2 separate regions of the Pan troglodytes genome follow, and region 2 is linked to region 1. The links are chromatin contacts, called in public HiChIP or PLAC-seq maps. All regions are on one chromosome and are shown on one strand. Each heading gives the region's core, a stretch centred on a gene start, on an enhancer-like site or on the middle of the called end of the contact. The rest is flanking DNA. Distances are from core to core; before and after follow the strand shown. Region 1 holds the start of CD300LG (CD300 molecule like family member g). Region 2 holds the start of DUSP3 (dual specificity phosphatase 3).

Region 1 (2,968 bases), core at 303-2,802:
TAGTGCCAGCTACTTGGGAGGCTGAGGTGGGAGGATCACTTGAGCCTGGGAGTTTGAGGCTGCAGTGAGCTGTGATGGCGCCACTGCACTCCAGTTTGGGCAACAAGAGTGAGACCTGTCTCAAAAATAAGTAAATAAACAAATACTTTTTTTTCTTTTTTTAGATGGAATTTCACTCTTGTTGCCTAGGCTGGAGTGCAATGGTGTGATCTCAGCTCACCGCAACCTCCACCTTCTGAGTTCAAGCGATTCTCCTGCCTCAGCCTCCCTGAGTAGCTGGGATTACAGGCATACACCACCATGCCTGGCTAATTTTATATTTTTAGTAGAGACTGTGTTTCTCCATGTTGGTCAGGCTGGTCTCAAACTCCCGACTTCAGGTGATCCACCCGCCTCAGCCTCCCAAAGTGCTGGGATGACAGGCGTGAGCCACCGTGCTGGGCCATAAATATTTTTTAATCTGTGTTTTTTTAAAACTGCAAAAACAGATCACCTTTTGTAGTCTGTACATGTAAAAGAGAGTCAGGGGCTGAGATCATGGTAACAGTTTTCCCCACCGTGAACAGCTGTCCCTGCCCACTAAATGGCAGCAGTGCTTTGCAGTCATTGTGAAATTAAAACACTTCTCCCCACGTTACTAGACTCACACACACACAATCTCCCCTCCCAGAACCACTGAGTTAGTGCTTCAGATATTAACCTGACAAGTCAGTAAAATTCCAACTGAACATTTGGAAGGATATATGCCAAAATATTAATGGTGCTTTTCTAAAGCAGAAGGGGAATTACAAGAAGCACTCCCTTTTTTCTTTCTTTCCTTTTTACGTTCTGTATTGTGTAAAATTTTGCTTACAACCTGTATGAACTTTGCAACCAAACCAAAAAAAAAGTCATTTTTGAAGCCAGTGTGTCAGAGCTCCCAATAGTGTACATGTTTGTTTTGGTCCTTTCAAGGAGGATTCAAGTCTGCGATGGAGAAACCACCAATTCACTTTTTCAAATGCCAAAACAACTCCGCAGGCGTGGAGGAGACCTATCTTGCAGCGCTGTAGGCCCAAGGCACCAGGGAATCCGGTCCAGCTCAGCCCTACAGCTTTGCTCAGCCCCGTCTGCACCGCCGCCCCGTGGCCAAGGGCAGTACTGCGTCCTCCAAAAGGCAAGGGCGGAGGAGGGGCCAGGGGCCTTGCCCCAGGGGCAAGCTTCTTTCTGTCCCACTGACCACATGGCAGTCTGGTGAAGTTTATGGACCCCTCTCTCAGTATAATGGCGGGTAAATATATAAATAAAATACATATGCTGGAAAGAAAACTAATACTGGTGAGATGATTCTTAAAACTCTTTATAAATGTGTAATATAATAATAGCCGTTTCATTATTGTAAATAACCAGCTCTAGGGGCAGGTCTAGGAACTCATTATTTTCCAAGCAGTGAGGGGTATACACGACGTTTCGAGATATCCACAACCTGATGTGCCAGTGTCTGTGATTGTAATTGGTAACAAAGTTGCAGGTACTGCTAACAGTACACTCTGATAAGAGGAAAAGCTAAATATTAGAAGTTGATGAAAGTCAATATGTAACTTTTTCCCATGCGAATTCGACTTACAGACCCCTTAGGGCGCACGGACCACAGGTTAAGGCCCCCTTGAAGGGGCACGAGTTTAGGAGAAGCTCTGGTGTGGGTTTTCAGTCCTGGAAGGTGAGCCCTGGGGTAGGCACGCGTGGGCGCTCAGAAAAGGGAAGGCAGAGGCGCCTCCCCGGCTGGGCCTGCGGAGGGATGACCCACACGCCCCTCCCCTCGCTTCCTTGGCCTGGTTTCACGCGACTAGAGGAAGTTAAAGACCCGTGTGACTGAAGAGGAGCTCACAGTTCCCAGCGTCTGCTCCCACGGTGTCCAGCGCCCAGAATGCGGCTTCTGGTCCTGCTATGGGGTTGCCTGCTGCTCCCAGGTGAGATGGGGAGAGGGTCTTGGGAGGGATGTGGGGCTCACCCTTGTGGTCTGCAGGGAAAGGACCTCTTGACTGACTGATAGCCCCACCCCACCTATCCTCAGCCTCCTCAGCCCTAGGGGAGCGGGGCGGGCTGGGGGTGGGGGGAGGTGGGGGTGGCGCCGGGGCCGCACTTGCTGTTTCTGGAACCTAGAGCCAGGTTTTCTCCAGACCTGTGGGTTTCCCCTCATGGCAATGTGGCTGTGAGAGTTGCTTTGCCTCTCTAATCTTAATTTTTCTACCCTGTGCCAAGCCTGGAGGCGGACAAGACACCCCATCTGGTTGCCCTGTTAAACTCAGCAAATATTTGTTGAATTTCGGCTATGCCTCTCCCCACAACCCTGAAAGATGAAGAATTATCACGTTTCATCAATTCTTTTGCTTTCTTTTTCTTTACCTTCTAACACTTAAAATCAGGATAAATCCTACAACTGATGTCGGTTGTTCAGTTGGCAATAGTGAGACCCCACCTCTACAAACAAACAAACAAACAAACAAACAAAATTAGCCAGGCATGGTGGTGCACACCTGTAGTCCTAGCTAGTGGGAGGCTAAGGTGGGAGGATCGCTTGAGCCCCAGAGGTCAAGGCTACAGTGAGCCATGAGCACTATTGCCCTCCAGCCTGGGCAACAGAGTGAGATCCTGTCTAAAAACAAAACAAAACCAGGCACGGTGGCTCACGCCTGTAATCCAAGCTCTTTGGGAGGCTGAGGCGGGCGGATCACAAGGTCAGGAGATCAAGACCATCCTGGCTAACACGGTGAAACCCCGTCTCTACTAAAAATACAAAAAATTAGCTGGGCATGGCAGCACGTGGCTGTAGTCCCAGCTACTCAGGAGGCTGAGGCGGGAGAATCACCTGAACCCGGGAGGCAGAAGTTTCAGTGAGCAGACATCGGGCCACTGCACTCCAGCCTGGGCGGCAAAGTGAGACTCCATCTCAAAAACAAACAAACAAACAAACAAACAAAACAAAACA
Region 2 (3,050 bases), core at 100-2,599, 70 kb before region 1:
AAAATCCAACCTGAGCCTTTCCAAGGCTGTACAGGCATGCTAATATATTCTTTCTTGTGGCTCCTATTTCACATCTCAGAATGTTAACACTGGTTCTTTCCTGCTGATTAGACATTCTTACTAGAAAAAAATTTTTAAATTTAAATTAAAAAAAATCTCTTACTGGCCGGGTGCGGTGGCTCACGCCTGTAATCCCAGCACTTTTGGAGGCCGAGGTGGGCGGATCATGAGGTCAGGAGTTTGAGACCAGCCTGGCCAAGAGACCAGCCTGGCCAATATGGTGAAACCCCGTCTCTACTAAAAATACAAAAATTAGCCAGGCGTGGTGGCGGGCGCCTGTAATCCCAGCTACTCGGGAGGCTGAGGCAGGAGAATTGCTTGAACCCAGGAGGCAGAGGTTGCAGTGAGCCGAGATCTCGCCATTGCACTCCAGCCTGGGTGACAGAGCCTGGGGGTGAAAGGTCAAGAGCCTTTTCTAGGTGGTGGCTCAGGTCCTTAGGGGGGTTATCACTGGACCGTTCTAGAATCTCCTGTAAATCAAATCACATCTGGAAGGTGGGGGCCTGGAAATCCCGGCCCAGCTCCCCGGACTCGCTCGTTTGGGGTGTTTAGGTTCCCTGATCCGGGACTGCCGGGCCGGGAAAATTCCATGCCCGAATTGTGACGTCGGCCCGTTGCCATGGCGGCGAAGGCAGACATTCCGCGGTGACCTCACTGCAGAACCAGGCAGCTGTCACATGACGCGCGGGCAGGAGACCGGCCGGGCGACCGAGGGCCACCTGTTAAGTGAACATGGTAGCCCCGACCCCGCCCAAGGCCAAGCCCCAAGCGGGTGGCGGCTGGGACCCGGGCAGGCGCCACCCGGGCTCCGTGCACCCCGCTACGGGGAAGGGCCGCGCCCGGCCAGGCAGGGTTCCAGTTCCTTGGCCCCACGCGCGGGGGTAGGCGTCGACTCCAGGCCCCTCCCAAGCCCCCGCTGTGGCTCCCGGAGGGGCCATCGCGCCCGGGCTCCCCCAACCCAAGACTCGCGACACCCCGACCCCAGCCTCGGGTGGGCGGGGCGTCCCGAGAGGGACGGCGGGGCCGGGCTCGCGAAAGGGACTCACGCGTTGCCCACGTAGATCCGCGGGGTGACCTCGTTGCAGGGCTGGCTCGGGAGGCTGTAGCAGCCGCTGCCGTCCGAGAGCAGGTCGTTGAGATCCTGCACCGAGAGCTCGAACGAGCCCGACATGGCGGCGGCGGGGCCCTGCACGCCCGGCAGGAGCAAGCGAGGCGGAGAGCGGCGGGTCAGCTGGGCGGGGGCTCGCGCCGGGAGCCGCCCCGTCCCGCCCCTGGGGCGGGCCCGCCGGGCTCCGGGAGCTGCGGAGCGCGGGCGCCGTGACGCGGGGGCCCCGCGCGCCACTCCTGGGCGCGTCCCGGGGGGAAGACGCCACCGCCCTGGAGTCTCAGGGGTCCTCGCCCCATCCCGGTCCAGGCCGTTTGTGTATCTTTGTAAACTGGCAAGCGCTGTAACTTCCTTCCCTGAATTAAATGCAGGGCCCAATAAACATTTCGTGGCGGGGGTACACCTAGGGGTCGCTTCAGTCTTTCATGATTACAGGGACCGCCGGGTTCGGCTCGTGAGCGGCTCCCTGCAGTGGAGGCACCACCCGGGCGCTTGACAGAATCCCCGCCCCAGCCCAGCCCTGCTGGATCAGAGTGGACATTTTACGGACCCCAGGAGGTCCCTACGATCAAAGTCTGAGAAGCCCTACTCTGCGGCGCATCTGCTTTCAACATTCATTGAGAGTCATCGTCGTGCTTAAAAGCAGTCAGGTTTGGAATTCTGAGGAATTACTTAACCTGAGCCTGTTTGCAGAAAAAAAAAAAAAAAAAAAAAAAGCGGGATAGTAATGGTACCTAATTCTAGGGTTGCTGGAAGGGTTAAATGTGACATTCAAAGAAGGCACCCAGCACTGCATGGCGAGCACTCAATAAGTGTTAGTCCTTCATCAACAAATGCGTTGAGCACCCAGTGGGTGCTATACCCTGTGCTGGGGTGGAGATAAATCAGACTTCTGCAGCCCTTCCTGGAGCAGATGCCAGCCCACCATAAGCCACTCAGCATTTCCTGAACTCCCACTAAGTACAAAAGATAGTCTCTGTACTGGAGGAAAGCCGCCCTCCCCTACTGCCATGAAAAACTGGCAGTTTCCTTCCTGCAAAAGGGCAAATTTGGCCTTGAATTCAGGAACCCCACATCCTGAGCCCAGTCCTGCCACCAACTTGGTTCTTGAGTAACGTTGCTGCTGCTGTGGTCTTCAGTTTCCTCATTTGCAAAAGGAATTGGATCCGATTATCATTAGGGTCAACTTTCTCCTCCCCCAAAACTTGTGGTCTTGCACCTTCAGGGGAGCTATTGCAGTGGAGACTACTTAGCTGATAGCCCAAGATGTGTAACCAAGGCTGGAATTTCTGTATCCCTCACCCCACCCCGTGCCTGCCCACCCCTCCCGGTGCACCACTTCTTTCCTTCTGGTGTTGGCTGGCAGCATCTGCATTCTAAGCAGGGGGGAAAGCTTTCGAGTTCTTTGACCTTCATCTTGACTTGAGCCGAGGTTAGCATTAAAAACACAAGCCCAGAGGCAGCCAGCCATGCTCTGCTGCTCCTACTCCCTTCCCGGGACCTGTCCCTGATGTCATAACTGGGTAACTATGACAGCTTGTCATGGGGACAGCTAGGCACCTCACAGAGGAGTCTGGGTACCTCATTTCTGAAGTGAGACTAGGAAGAGAAGATGAACAATTCCCTGGATTATCTGGCCTACCCTGTTATCGTCTCTAATCACAGGCAAAGCACAACCTTCAGAAAGAAACTGGACTTTGGCCACTACGTATCTCACAAGAATAGAATACAAATAGGTATGTGGGCAGTTTGGGCTGGACACTGCTATTAGGGATTTTGGAATGGTACCCCATAAAGAGATCAACAGTAAACCAGACCAGGTCACAGCTTTGGGATGATATGGCCTTATCTGCTGAGTTTGGGGAAGAGGGCATTAGCACCAATA

The links. HiChIP or PLAC-seq counts read pairs in DNA pulled down with a chosen protein or histone mark.
Region 2: an H3K4me3 HiChIP or PLAC-seq map of stem cell-derived excitatory neurons shows a contact between it and region 1, with 3 times the contacts expected there. The contact joins the promoter of DUSP3 here to the promoter of CD300LG in region 1. A contact is called at or near these places in 1 of 7 Hi-C or Micro-C datasets (stem cell-derived neural progenitor cells) and 1 of 1 datasets of contacts at active chromatin or transcription factors (stem cell-derived excitatory neurons).

The regions. Positions count from the first base shown.
Region 1 is chr19:24,048,598-24,051,565 of NHGRI_mPanTro3-v2.0_pri, reverse strand. It overlaps CD300LG (CD300 molecule like family member g), which reads left to right and starts at 1,552. Exons shown (of 8, transcript XM_009432051.3): 1 at 1,552-1,949. The coding sequence starts at 1,907.
Region 2 is chr19:24,118,732-24,121,781 of NHGRI_mPanTro3-v2.0_pri, reverse strand. It overlaps DUSP3 (dual specificity phosphatase 3), which reads right to left and starts at 1,349. Exons shown (of 3, transcript XM_016931727.3): 1 at 1,107-1,349. The coding sequence starts at 1,231. It overlaps CFAP97D1 (CFAP97 domain containing 1), which reads left to right and starts at 698. Exons shown (of 7, transcript XM_001153338.6): 1 at 698-795; 2 at 1,601-2,901. The coding sequence starts at 2,778.